Regions from separate parts of the Hordeum vulgare genome. Here region 2 is linked to region 1. The links are chromatin contacts, called in public Hi-C maps. All regions are on one chromosome and are shown on one strand. The core of a region is the stretch at or near the end of the contact, and the rest is flanking DNA. Distances in the headings are between cores, read along the strand shown. Region 1 holds the start of LOC123401705 (transmembrane 9 superfamily member 11). Region 2 holds the start of LOC123400977 (ABC transporter F family member 3).

Evidence for each region. A called contact is a pair of places that touch in the nucleus more often than the background predicts.
Region 2: a contact with region 1 is called in a Hi-C map of seedling, with 4 times the contacts expected there. The contact joins the promoter of LOC123400977 here to the promoter of LOC123401705 in region 1. A contact is called at or near these places in 3 of 6 Hi-C or Micro-C datasets (leaf and seedling) and 1 of 1 datasets of contacts at active chromatin or transcription factors (embryo).

What each region holds. Positions count from the first base shown.
Region 1 is chr6H:540,938,347-540,945,846 of MorexV3_pseudomolecules_assembly, forward strand. LOC123401705 (transmembrane 9 superfamily member 11) reads right to left here and starts at 3,824. Exons shown (of 1, transcript XM_045095560.1): 1 at 1,358-3,824. The coding sequence starts at 3,613. The coding sequence ends at 1,601.
Region 2 is chr6H:541,169,926-541,177,425 of MorexV3_pseudomolecules_assembly, forward strand. LOC123400977 (ABC transporter F family member 3) reads right to left here and starts at 3,533. Exons shown (of 18, transcript XM_045094692.1): 1 at 3,136-3,533; 2 at 2,501-2,716; 3 at 2,120-2,309; 4 at 305-513; 5 at 28-186. The coding sequence starts at 3,354.

The sequences.
Region 1 (7,500 bases), core at 2,574-5,073:
GATGTCGGCAAAAGCTTGGCATCTTTGCGTGGTTGCCGTCTCTCAGGGGCGGATGGATGGCGGCGTCTGCGTCTCGTTGTCAATCAGGACTGGCTGCGTGGGCGTTGGATGCAACAGCTCCGTGTGTTTGCCGGTGATTATTATCCCAACTTGTACGTTTAAAGATGAGAAAAGATGGATCCTTTTCGCTTGAAAACATTTTGAATTGATTGATGGTCAATCCTAATCCTACGCACGATTAATCCAGTTATTGGTAGCAATCTTGGTAGTACAAATAATGGCTTTGTTGACGGTGATGAGATGCGTCGACTTTGACGTGGAGGATGGAAGCATCCCGTCGAAAGTTGAACCGTCAGCCGGGACGAAGGAAGCAAGCAGGTGGCATCGCTTTTGATTCAGAATAATAGTCAAGTTGGGCAGGTTTGACGATTCCGCCTCCACCGGGTTGCATTCATGATCAGTACGAGGCACCAAACTTTGTCGCCAGCTCGCATAAAATGATCAGGCTGCTATTCACTTGACAGACAACCGTATAAAACCAGCAACTTTGCAGTAGTATGTAGAGTAATATTCAAATCATATCAACCGGGCTATAAACAAGGCGCTGAGTAATCAATCATATGATTCTGGCAGAAGAAGATGCAAAACCCAGTCTCGAAAAATAATGATCCTACTCACTACCTGACACAACAACCTCCCAAAAGAAAATAACACATTGTCGGTGCAACCACGTCTGAAAACAAGGCAGCAGGCCTTCTCCTTCTACACGCAAAAATAATAACGGCAAAAACATGAGCTGAATCGAGCCTAATGCAGAAGTTGGGGAAATATCAAATCCTAATCTGTCAGACACATTAACATAACAACTGTAGTGCTGACATAACATGTCCTAACCAATAGTACTTCTGAACAAAGAACATTTGCATAATCAATTTATCAGCATCATACATTGCACTAACTAGCAGAAGACTCTGGCAGCATGTGAAACAACTGGATCCAACATTTCAGATTAATGACTGAACTATTTTGTACTGGGGACACTGGAGTTCTCCTCTTGTATTTGAATGGACATCTAAAGCAGAAGTGGGGGAAACATCAAACCCTAATCTGTCAGACACTCTTGACATACTGTAACAACTACTGCCCTAACTAATGGTTCTGAGCAAAGAAACATTTGCAATAACAGTTCATCATAATCATCATAATTGGCACCATAACTAACAGACAATCCTGGCATCATGCAAACTACTGGATGTCATCTAATATTTCAGACAACTGACTGAACGTCATAAGCCGCAGCAGAGAAAACTACCAAAGCTTCCATACTGATATATGGAGGCACTAAATGGCAGAACGATTAGCTAAAATGACAGTAAAATGTGAATAAACCAATCCATTCTATTACACCGTGCAAGCTGCATGCACCTCATCATAAAGCCCACCGGGCGAATCCTACTAGACCATACAAATAGTTATTCAGGACATGTATACCAAAAGTTGGGATGAACTACCGAATGTGATGACTACAAACTTTTCAATGCCCACTCCTCTATGCTTACTCACCTCTCAATTCAATGATCACCCCCTTCCAGGAAGAAACTTAATCGGCCTTCACAGACGAGAAGAGATAGTGCACGAAGCAGAACGAGGAGATGAACCCAACCGTGCCGGTGGCCAGCATGATGGCGATGACCATGAAGAGCGAGTAGCCGAGGTAGAGGGTCGCCGACACCGGCCCGCTTAGGCTCTTGAGGTCGAACACCAGGTAGTTGATCGAGTAGAGGAAGATGTAGATGGCCACGGATCCGGACGAGAAGAATGACTTCCACCACCACTTCCAGTCCTCGACGCAGAGGTGCATGTAGGTCAGGACCAGGGAGACCTCGGCGCAGACGATGACCAGGAGCAGCATCACGATGAAGAGGAACCCGAAGACGTAGTACACGCGGCCCATCCAGATGCTTGACATGATGAAGAAGAGCTCGATGAACAGGGTGCCGAAGGGCAGTGTGCCGGCACCGAGAACCAGCAGCCAGGACGGGTACTTCTGAGCAGGGATCTCACGCGGGATCTGGTTTGTGCGCACAGGGTACTCAATGTGCGGCGCCTTGGCTCCGAGGAACCCACCGACGAGTGTAAGCGGCACCGAGATGCAGAACCAGAGCAGGATCAGCACAACGAACAGCGAGAAGGGGATGGCCCCGGTGCTCTGGCTTCCCCACAGCAGGAAGTTGAGTGTGGTGAGGATCAGGAAAGCAATGCCGGGGAAGAAACAGGCTGTCCTCCACGAAACACCCACCCAACCTGAGTGATCTCCACACCTGATTGTCTTCCACACGCGGACACTGGCGTATCCAGCCAGGATCCCGAGGACCAGGTAAAAGAAGAGCATGCCTGTGATGAGGGTACCACGGGAGGCCGGCGACATGAACCCGAGCGCTGCAAAGAGGATGGTGACCACGGCCATTCCAAGGATCTGAACCCCATCCCCAACCATCATGCAGAGCAGCATTGGGTTGCTGGGCGCGCGGAAGACATCGCTGACGACGAGCTTCCACCCGGAGAGCTCCTCGTTCATCTGGGCCTGAGCCTCGCTGTCGAGCTCCTCGTACCTCGTGAGGTCACGCCTGACGGTCCTGAGCAGTATGACGAAGACGATGCCGGCGAGGAAGGCAATGACCATGAGCGAGTTGAGGATGGAGAACCAGTGCACCTTGGCGCCCTCCATCTTGAGGTATGCGTCCCACCTGGAGGGCCACTTGATGTCGCTCTCGACGAAGGAGACCTCGTAGGTGTAGACGATGGGCTCGTTCTCCTTGATGCTCATGGAGACGGTGGTGGGGTCGCACTTGATCTTGCTGGGGAACCTGCCGTACATCTTGACGGCCTTGGCGTCCTCGGGGTTGTGCTTGATGCTGCAGGGCACGACCTCGAAGCCGACGACCATCCACCCGGAGGAGGCAGAGGCGTCCCTGCCGGCGGTGGCGGCCGGGATGGCGCCGTCGGAAGCGTCGCCGGCGGCGCCCATGACGCGGGCGACGTTGGGGTCCTCGTAGCGGTGCACGAGCACGGTGAACTGGAGGTGGTTGAAGACGTAGTAGTCGACGCCGACGCGGATGCCGACGGGGTAGCCGGTCCAGCGGAGGAAGTAGTCGTCCTTGCGGGTGTAGCGGATGGCGGGGAGGTTGTCGAGGATGAGGTTGACCTGGTACATCTCGTCGATGCGGCGCTTGAGGAGGGCGAAGGTCTTGGGGTCGAGCGGCGGGGAGCGGCAGAGCAGCACGTCCGACTCGTTGGCGTGCATCCGGAAGCGGTAGGGCGAGCTCTCGATGCGGTCGCCCATGAGCAGCTCGCCGAGGTTCTCGGCGCTGTCCTTGACCCCCTCCGGCGGGGCGCAGAAGGGCAGGCTGTAGTAGCTGTAGGGGATCTCGGTGTCGATGGAGGTGAGCGAGTTCACCTTGACGCTCAGCGGCTCCCCGGGGGAGTACTTGTGCGGGTAGCTCCCCGGGAGGTAGAACGCGTGGGCCGCGGGCGGGGTGGCGAGGAGGAGCGCCGCCGCCGCCGCCGCCAGGGCGAGCGCCAGGAGCGCGCGCGTGGAGCGGGGGCGGGCCATGGCCGCCGGATCTGGATCTGGGAGTGGGACGGCAGTCGCGGCGTCGGTGGAGGTGGAGGGGGCAGATCTGGGGCGGCGGGGGTGGAGATGGAGATGGAGGGGGACGCGAGTCACGCGAGGCGACGGGGGTTTGGTGGTGGTTTATACGGCGTGAGCGTGACGGCGCGTTGGTGCTTGGGGATGGAGATGGAGATGGAGATGGAGAGAACGTGCAGGAATTCGGCCGGCGTGTCGGTGCTGCGCCTCTTGGCTGGGTTTTTCCCCTCTTCTCCTCAACCCGTTTTTTTTTCTTTCTCGCGGAAAGCCGCTGGACCGGCTCACCAAACTTGACCGGAGAATCGCCGGTCCCGTGGTTGGAAACGGTTAGGGATGTAAATGGCGCTGGGACCCACTAGTCCCACATATGCCATCCACCAAAAAATTCTTAAATGGCTTTTGTGGACACCCATAAAAATTAACTGGGATAAATGGATAGCCCAGAAAAGCCCATCGGCAGTCCACCGCACCGTCGCCTCCCGATCCCCAGGTCCATCCCGCACCCGATCCATGGCACCGCTGCCACCGCCACCGCCACCATCGTCCAAGGAAATCGTTGGGGAAATCGCTGGGAATGCATCTTCATCCTGCCGATCCATGGCGCCGCCGCCACCACCGTCCCTCATCCTTCCGACGCCATCTTCGGCTCCCCCACCGTCGCCAGAGGAAATCGCTGGGGAAATCCCAGCACCTGCTCCCCCGCCTCCTCCTCTGCTCCAAGGTATGCACATATCTCACCTTCCCCTCCCCTCCCCTCCCCAACAGCCAGCCTCTCCTCCGCGACGAACCCTAGCCAGCCACGGCGGCGGATCCCTCGGGCCAGCCAGCCTCTCCTCCTTCTCCCTCTCCTCCCAGCCCGGACAACCCTTCTACACCTCCCCTTTCCACATGAACAGCTTCGACGGCTCCCCAACCTCGCCAACCTGGTCCGTAAGTTCGTAAGTAGTACTGCTATCTTGGTCCGTAAGTTCGTAAGTAGTAATGTCTTGTGTGTGTGTGGTCGTTGGGGTTATTTGTAGTTTATTTTTGGGCAGCACTCTTGTCAAGTGAAATCCGTGACACCTGAAACTGTTGTTGTTTGTGTGAGATTTTCTCTTGCTGACATCTCAGTGGACTCAGTTCACCCTTTTGACACATGAGTATAGATAGATGCCCTATTGAGAAACCGAAACTTGGCCCACTATTGTTCAGATCCGGTAAGGTGTTGTCATCTCTAGGTTAAGCGAGCTTATATTGATTTGTATTGTATTGTAGGCAGAGCAAGCCAGTTTCTGAAAGCTGCTGCTGCTGGTGGGCATGCTATTGTGATTATACATGACTTTGTACAGTTTTAGATGTGCAATCATTAATTTATCATGTTTTTATCACTTGTTTGTGCTTTGTGAGAGTTTTTTTCCGCGTGTGTTGCGGTGCATCTTGCCTGTGGATCAGCAGCAACAATTTGGGTAGTTAGCCGTATGTCAAACCAATCATCTAGCGACAGACTAAACCCCTCCCGGTTTAGTAATCCTTCTTCTTTACTACTACTGTAGTTTATTTGTCCTTTCCAGGCATAACACGATTAGCTTTGTTTATTAGCTGATTAATTAACAGGTGCTGCAAAGTACGTAGTAGTATAATCTGATCAACTCGAGTTTTCTTGGACATACTTCCGATTTATTTAGCATTGAGAGGCTGTGTGCAAAAAGATGTGCTGCCAGCATGCGTTTTGTGAATATGTATTATGTTCCAGCCTAGAATGTTAGATGAACCAAATTTGAACTTATGTTCTACTGAAACATCTAATATGACATTTCAATGCAGATTTCATTGAAGTGACCATGGGTGACGACCAAGTGGCGTTGACAATCGACAAGCAAACTGAAAAGTGGGAAGCCATGGACTAGGACCAACATGTGTGGAATGCTATTGAAGAGCGACAAAATTAAGTCCCTAGCCCTCATGTGTTTTCCTGTGACATTAACTATATTTTTTGATATATATTTTGACCCCCAACGTTTGCATTACAGATCAGAGAGGCAGAAGAAAAAGCAAAGGCAGAAGGCGAAAAGGAAAAGGCTGGAAGGGAAGAGGGAAGAGAAAAGGGAAGAGAAGAGGAAGAAGCAAGAAAAGAAGAGGAAAAACCAAAAGGAGGAGTTGCAGGGGAAGAGGAAACATGCTCGTTCTGAATTTATCCAAGGATCTACAAGAGAGGAGCTACAGGTCTGCTTCTATATTAAACCTCACTTCGTAACACAAATCTACTTCTGTACCTTACTTTAAGTTCATAGCATGTTCTGATTTTCTTTGTTTTGTTATCTAGAGTCGAGACTCTCCATCTATGACACATGGCCAAAGAGTGACCAGATCCCCATTGGTAGGATCACCGGTGGCTAACACATGGAGGTCTTCCCTTGGGGTTCTAGCAAGAGTTGCGGCCTCAAAAAAGTCGTCCGCGATGTCACCATCTATATTAGGACCCCCTTCTCCGGCGACTACTTCATTTGTACCACGTAGTGAGTTGGCTTCGTTTTTCTCTTCCAAAATTACTCTTGTATATAGTTACAACTTTAAAAATGTTCTTGTGAGTTGACTTTATTTTTATGCTTGCCAATTAATAGTCCGCAAGACACGAAGATTAACTTCTGCTGTTTGGAGGGATGCCAAACCTATTTATCATCGTAACATACTTGTCAAAGCTCAGTGCAACCACTGTCTTGAGGTGTTTCCAGCTGGACGTGGCGTGGGTACTAATGGTGTACAAAGGCACTTGGCTGCTTGCGAGAAAAGGTTAGATTTGTCCCTTGTTGTTGACAAGTTGAAGTCCTCAATTTCATCTCCTCATGGATCTATGCTTCAGCAATGGAGTTTCGATCAGATTGCATCTAGAAAGTTGCTGGCTAGAATGATAGTAATGGATGAGTTGCCTTTCTCATTTGTTGAGTATAGTGGCTTTCGAGATTTTGTGGAAAGCTTGAATCCCTTGTTTAGCATGGTTTCTAGAGGTACTATTAAAGATGATTGCATGGAACAATTTAATCAAGAGAGATTAAAATTCTGTGAAGGTTTCAAGAAATATAGATGCAGAGTCTCTTTAACAGCTGATATGTGGACGTCTAATCAAACTTTATCATATCTATGCATAACTTGCCATTTTGTCTCAAATTGGGCTTTGAGAAAACAGATCATAAGGTTTTTTATGGTAGAGACTCCACATAATGGAATATCAATGTTTAATGTATTGTTAAAGAGTTTGCAAGATTGGAATATTGAAGACAAACTCTTTAGTACAACATTAGACAATGCAGCTGTTAATGGCACAATGGTTGAATATCTAAGAATTTTTTTGAACAGCAAGCATATGTTGCCTATTGAAGGTCAATTATTTCACATTCGTTGTGCATGCCATGTGCTAAATTTGATTGTCCAAGATGGGTTGACAGTGATGAAAGGTGTGATAGATAATATAAGAGAGAGTGCAAAGTATGTTAAGAGTTTCCCCTCTCGGTTGGATAAGTTCAAAGCAGTAATTGCAGAAGTTGGTATTTCTTGCAAACTCCCCTCAGTCGATGTGCCAACGCGTTGGAATTTCACCTTTCTTATGTTAGAGTCATCTCTCCCATTTCGAAGAGCATTTCGTACTTTGGTTAGACGGGACAAGGATTACAAATTCTGTCCATCATCGGAAGAGTGGAAAAGAGCTGAAACTGTTTGTGCTATGTTAAGAGTCTTTCACACAGCCACAGAAGTAGTTTCTGGTTCAAGTTATCCTACCTCAAATATGTACTTCCATCAAATATGGAATGTGAGAGTGTTACTTCAGAAGGAAGCATCGTCAGAGAATGATGTTATTCGAGCAATGGTTGTTGTGA
Region 2 (7,500 bases), core at 2,283-4,782, 230 kb after region 1:
GCAATGGATGTCAACAAAGAAACATACCGCCAGAATTGATGCCGCACGAGCTTCTGCTGCATCTGCATCAATGAATTCAAGCCTCTTATATATCTCCTCAAGCCTCTTGCTGATAGTATCTTTGTCAACATCACCCTTGCTCTTGTCTAGGCTCTGTTTGGACTCTGCCTCATACTCTAGATCTTTCTGCATAAAAAGTAGCAGACTATAAGCAAATCGACAAGCAAAACTGAAAAAAGGGTGAATGACCCAAAAGAGAAAAACACATTAGCGCATGTAGAAAGTTGATAATGCAGTAGTTAACCAGTAATTGACCCAGCTGGGCCTCTTCTTGCAAAAGTTGGACCCGTTCAACATCAGCATTCAGCACACACTGCAAAGCTGTTGTGTCATCACCGGTGACCTCTTGTTCAACGTGCAATATCTGGCAGTTCTTAGGAATTCCATCAATTGCATGTTGAGCCATAGCTCTGAGAAGAGAAGTCTTTCCAGTACCATTTCTTCCAACAAGACCTGAAATGGTATGTAAATAAACTAAATCATTGAAGGAAAAAAGGAATAGGAACTGATACGGCAATATTTCAAGGGGTACAGGTGCTTGTATGCCCAAGTAACACTTTGATATTTGTGCTCCCTTGTTCCAAAGATATTTCTAGAGAGTTTCTACCAATGTCAAAAATATCAGCCAATTAACTGCAGTTAACTGCTGTTCGGGCCCCCTCCGATACGAGAAAGGACTATTCGGCCCATTAACTGGGAGGTCCAGTTAATTGGTCTGACAAGCCGATTTATTGGTTGTCAGGCCGAACTATCGGCTGGGCCAATTAACTGGGCCACATGTTTTGGCCCAAATCTGGCCCGTTCCGTCCCTACTTCTAGTTTTCACAGCCGCCAGCATTAGGTTTAGGTCACTTCTCTCCTCCGCTCGATCTATTTGCTCTCTCCCGCTCGATCTATCTGCTCTCCCGCTCCTGGAGGAGCAGATCCGCCGGCGGTGTCCCCTCCACAAGCAGCCCCCACCGGCCCTGACCAACCCTACCCGAGCAGCAGCAGGTTCCCTGTCCCCTCAACGAGCAGCAGCCATTGGAGCCATCCCTTCCCTGAGCAGCAGCCTCCGGTAGCTTCCCTGTCCATGGCGTCCCCAGCCAGCAAGGTATACTCTATCCAGCTCCCTCTCCTCTATCTAAAATTCCAAATCATTGTTGTTCTACTGCTGCTACTCTCTTTTGATCATTCCTCTGCTGCTGTGCTACTGTTGTACTAGATTAGATTAGATGTAGTGATGTACTGCCGTATTAGATTAGATGTAGTGATGTGCTACTACCAATTGGCTACTGCTGTATTCTAGATCTGATGTTGTTGCTTTGCTATTGCTTAGCTGCTATTACTACTGATGTAACACAGCACAAGTACTACTGCTAGCCTGTTAGCGTCTTCTTGTTGTTTGCTGACTTGTGCTGCTACTAGCCCCTACTATGCTGTCAACTTGTGATGTGAGCTGAGAACTATCTATTTCTATTCCTGAACTTTGTCATAATTATTATCAGATTATCTCTTGTGCGGTTATGCCTTTGTGGGTTGTGAGCTGTGACATGGATTGTTTGTTTACTTGTGAGTTATGCTGTGAACCTGATCTGAAAGCTGAGAACTACCTGTTTGATAAATTGTGAGCTATGTCTAATTTAGAGCACACATTGATGCATCTGTTTACAATGTGCAGGTTTATGGACTTCCAGATTGGCTGCAACATCATCAGAATATAAAGGAGACCCCTTATGTTGTTGCTTATGTACCCTAGGATTGCATATTTACACATTCAGTAGCCTAACTGCCTATAAGTATATATAGATATGGCCCTAGTTCCCCCTAACCGATAAATGGGTTACCGGTATATTCAGTTAAATGGCCACTTCGTCAATTTATCCATTCTCAGCCCCTGACCGATATGTTACCAGTTACCGATAACCTGAACATTGGTTTCTATGCACCACATAGTTTCCCATAATAGAAAAATAAGCAATGAGATCATCCTGAGCAGGCAAAGTGTCCTGAAAAGGTAGAGAGCCTCCTCAACAGGTGAAAATTTGAGGCATACATAGTAAGCTAAGTCGTAACTCACCATAGTGCCTTCCAAAAGCAAGCGTTAAGGTGACATCTTGAATAAGATCACGACCTCCAACAGTAACACTGAAGTTCTCCATATGGATATCCCTAATGGTTGTGCCACCCACATTACTGTGATTTACATAAACTGGAGGCATTCCAGCCCTGAGCGCCTCCATTTCGGCAACATGCATTTGGTACTGGGCCTGCACCAACAAGCAACACGGTGTACCATATAAATCAGGTTTAATGAGGAGTTAAGGCATTTTCAAATTGCATATAAGGTTCTGTCAAAGTGGGGAAACATGGTAAGCACTGCATTTCTACTGAAATTCCTATTGAACAAATCAATGACATGGAGATTTGTCATCTGGCAATCTATGAGCGAGCAGCTCACCTCTCTTTGCCTGTCTTCTTTTCTCTTGTTCCGTTCGAGCTTGGCCTTGTCACGCGAGGACAGCAAGGGCGCATCGAAGATATTCTCTGGCTTCTTCGGAGCGACCTGCTCCTCCATGCCCGCGTTCATGCGCAGAGGCGTGGCCAGGCTCCGCACGGCTGCCTTAGGTTTGACGATGCCATGGCTCCCCAACTTCTCACAAAGCTTAGTGCAGACCTATATCGACAAGGAACCCAAATATAAAGCATCAGTGTCATGTTGGATCAAATCAAACTATTCATCTACTTCTCCACACCAGAATCCATTATGTGCATACACGGGGTCGTAAAGGTCAGTGACTACTACTCCGAATGCATACACAGGAGTAACAGCTAAAAGCCATTACAGAACACATCAGGGGATGGTTGAGCTAGACTGCATCCCAAGACCGAATGATTTTACTGTGACTGAGCGCGAATTAAGCTAGGTTTTCTGGCCATCCAAGACTGGAAACGGATGGCATAGCCAGCATACCCCGAATCTAACCTAGAACCGAAACCTAGGGCCATAGAATCGACGCTCTATCGAATCAACCCAGATTGGGGAACCGAAATGGCGACCGGATGGATTGGGCGGGGGCGGGGGTGGGGGGAGACCTCGAGGCAGTGCTCGCGGTCGTAGACGCAGCGGGCGTCGATGAGGAGGTCGCCGAGGGCGTCGAAGATGCCGTGGCCGTCGGGGGGGCCGAAGTCGAAGTCCTGGTCGGCGAGGACGTTGGCGATGTAGGAGACGATGGGCTCGTCCACCTCGTCGACGACGGAGTCGCCCAGCACCTCCCGCACCACCCCCATGCTCGTCTCCACGAGCGCCGCCATCGCGTGCACGTCGAGCGGCGGCGGCGGCGAGGCAAACCCTACTCGCTCGGCTCGGGTCGGTCGGAGCGGCGGGTGAGACGGTGGTGCGAGCTCGCGGGCTGGCGGCTGGGTTCAGCCGAAGGCAGCTCGTCCAATGGATGGGCTGGCGGTTGACGGATGGGTTTAGACGGTGGTGCGGGCCTTCGGGTTTGTGGATCGTGAGGATTTCGCCTATGGAGGCCCGTCGCAAGGTCCCTATCAGACACAAAAACACAGTACCTAAAAAAAACGTAAAAACTACAAAATCACTAATTAAGGGATACCCTTTCAAAGACCACTTCCAATACAGGTTGTGAGTAATGGGTTAATGGCACACTGCATGTGCGCCAACTCAACCTAAAAGTTTTCTATTTCTTTGTAGATTCATTTATTCAAATGGTTTATCTCTTAAACCATGCGTTTAAATTGTAAACCGTTTTTATCATTGAATTTCTCACTTTGAGATCTTTGAAACTAGATCCATGTAAATAGATTTATGTGAACTTATTTTTCACGGAAAAAACAGGAAAATTGAAAAAAAGAAAAAATCGAGCCTTAGGCACAGCTTTTCTCACTTTTTTCCCTTTTTCGTGTCTCTCATGAAAGCAAATCCATGTCTTCACGGTAACCAAACTTGCGGCTCTCACTGAAGAAGAAGAAAAAATGCATTTTTCCTGTTTTTGATAGATACAGTTGTGCCTCTCGCGGAAGTAAAATCTGTCTTCACAATAAGCAAATATATGTCTCTCAAGGAAGCAAATATGATCAATAGAAGCAAATCTTTGTCTCTCGTGAAAGAAAAAAAATCGTTTTTGAAAAAAAAAACGTCCAAAACCTAATGAAAACGGGCAAAAACCGAAAAGCGGAGAAAACATATGAAAATAAATTATCTAAAAGCTGAAGTACATGTACAGGAAAAAAACACATGGCGATCTTAGTCCATCCAAAGTGACCCTCAAGGGCAAGGGGTACCCCTCAAGGACATACCTGGCCCGGGCACGATTAGTCCGTACCGGGCCCGGTCCGTGTTGAACATATGAAGTTTGTTTCCTTTGGCGGCATTTGGTGTGGCCCACTAAAAAATATCATTTTGTAATGAATCTCATATGTATGTTTTTTAAACCTCGTCGGAAGAGGATTCATGAGAATAAATGTCAAATCCCGTCATTCATTCTTTCCTTCACATTAAGATTTCTTGAGGAGTTGAATCAAATGAATTCTAAGTTGCCTCCCGTACGCTGATGCACATGATTCTACAGTCGGAAACTATTCATAAAGATAAATATTAATGGTGTGTTTGCAAGAATGGGAGGCAATGCATTGTTAGGATTTTTACCGAGATGCAAGTGACAATATTTTGTGTGCCTCAACAGATTTTTTGTTGGACCGCATGATCAATCGAACCTAGAAGCCTAGAACATATGCAGGGCCATTTCTTTTGGACAACTTAAAAAAATAAGTGCATCTTCCCAACTTAAAAAATAAGCCGCTTTCTAAGTTTGTTGAGGCTTATAATTTGGTATCCCATAACTTTTTTTTCGATAAGGGACGTTTTATTACTTAAAAGGCTTAAGCATTACACCCGGCCTCTGCATAACTGGAATGCACCCAGCCAATGGTATCCCATAACTAATTCAGAAGCCCCAACAAATGAAGGAACCGACTTATGAGAAAAGCTGGGAAGAAGGCGGCTTACTTTTTAAGCCACCAAAAAAACTGGCGCGCAACCAAAGTAGAGGAGGTATGGGCACGAGAGAAACAAGGCTAGACCCTCACTTGCGTTATGTTGTCATTTAAATCCACGAAAAACATACAAGGTCCGTAATTTACGGGACCTAGCATGGTGTCTTCACATGCCCCTGGAGGGTGTGGTCAAAATTTGAGAGTGTTATGGAGAACCCTTCCCACACACTTGATGGCTAGAGAATATATGACTTCTTATAAGGACTTTTGGCTTGGTTTTCATCTGGTTTCCGTTATTTCCCAATTATTTCTAACGCTGATACTCTAAGAGAGAAGAAAACTCACTTTTCCATTGTTTGGCAGGAAATAACATTTATGGAAGGAAAGCAACCGAATTACACCAAATCAAGTCATATAGAGCAACTTCCATGTTGGAACCGAATGGTCATCAGTTGCCCTCATGGCCTAACGCCGTTTTTGAGCTCCATCACATGCTTAAGAAGGACTTGCCGCGGAACCAAGGCCTATTTATGGGGCTCCCTGTGCTCTGATTGATTTTTTGTATTATGATCTATCTAGGAGCAATACCAAAGTGTTTCAAAGGAGGATTACCTTGACTTAGGTTTGCCTCTGGTCTAAATTAAATCAACCTAAGTGAAATGGAGTCTCTATCGTTCCACTGCAAGAGTTAACTATGAGACTTCATACACCTTAAAGTTCATAGAACGAAAAGAAGTTTTTTGGAGGCCCTTATCCTCATTACCATTCCACAACGGGTAGATCTATCGGACATACGTGAACACATACTTCACAATCAATACATTTATCAAATTCAAAGTGGATTCGCCCTCGGAAACGCCGAAGTTGACACCGGCTCCATACTGGGTATGGGGAGTCTGCTCCCAGGATCAAACCTCCTATTTGGTCAAATACCTAACGAAAAGTTACAATTTTCCTTTCATTAAGGTACGAGGGCTTCTTATTCCACAAGAGCGAAAGCACCTTTTCATTCTTTCATATACTAGGGGTTTTTCGAATGCTGACATGAGTAACGAGAAATCCTGTGAAAAACACGATCGCCTGCCAGTGGAAGGCTTTCTGCGTTCAGTCAATCTACGCAGAGTGAATCGGTCCCTAAGGAACCCCCGAAAGGGCTGCCGGAGGGCAGCGTGCTTGGGATGCGGAGGAGCTATTATCGCCCAGCTCCCTAACCTAATGCGGCCGGACCGCATGGAACCTTAGCATGGGGGGGGCGTCCTAATCCTTTTGCCGCCGCAAGGCACTCGAAACGGCCGGCCTTGGTTCTGCTCTCGGGGCCACCTTACACACTAATAAAATCGTCAGCTTCCTTCCCCACTCATCGCCCTCACTTTAAGACAAAAAATCCAATTCGATTCAAAGATCGGAATCATACCTCCAGCGGGCAAGGTCGGCTCAAGAAATGGAAGTTGTGAGATGGAAAGAAAACCATGAAAAATGAACTGAATTAGGGATCAATCCATACGCGGCTTGCCTTCCCCCCTTCCCCATAGTAAGCCAGCCAATAGTACCCTAACTTAAGAAGTTCTCTTAGCTAGCGCATGTCCATTAATGTGACCACCGCATGCTCCTGCATGAGTTTCATGAATGGTTTGTTTTCGCAAGAGATTTCATGGTAGTTTTTGGACACTAGAATTGGTTAATGAGATCAACTCAATCTATAATTCGAATGCCTTCGACTTGAGCTTCTCCCTTTCATGGATAGAATATCATAGATAGAAGAATGCAGGCTTAATTAAGGCTTCAATGGCCTACTTAATTACCTCTCGGCGAAGTCTTTCTCTCTTCTGAGATATCATTGGTCAGTGAAGATGTGCATGAGCGGTAACAGAGTGCAAGACGACCAACGATACGAGCGCAAGTGCTTGTACCAGCAGGTTTACCAGGTGCCACTAGCTCCCCCTCATCTACATGAAAAACTTTTGTGAAGGGCAACCGAGCGTCGGAGAGACCTAACCGTTGCCACTCCATCTAGAACAAAAGAGGAAATATCCGGGGAAGAGGAACTTTTAGAGATCGTTCTGTTAGAGATCTTTCTTGTTCTTACACCTTCATATTCATTTCATTATCAATGTTGTAAGATGAATTCTAAGTTGTAAGATAAGGGTGTATAGCTCTATACTCATGTGGAGACTGAGACTTGTTGAATCATTCATCTTATTATGGATCCTCATGATATTACTGACATGGTTTTCATGGCAATGTACTACGTGAATACTATTGCTTATTATCTTCTGATGCGTGAATAATCACTAATGCAGGGAGGCCCTAAGACGACACATGTATATGAGATCCTTCGATCAAACTGTGTGTGATGCATGCATAACAACCAAACATAGGGGAAGGGTGATAGAGGCGAGAGTCTCGATCTTTTGATGAGATGGTAGCTATCGATTTATTGGAGAT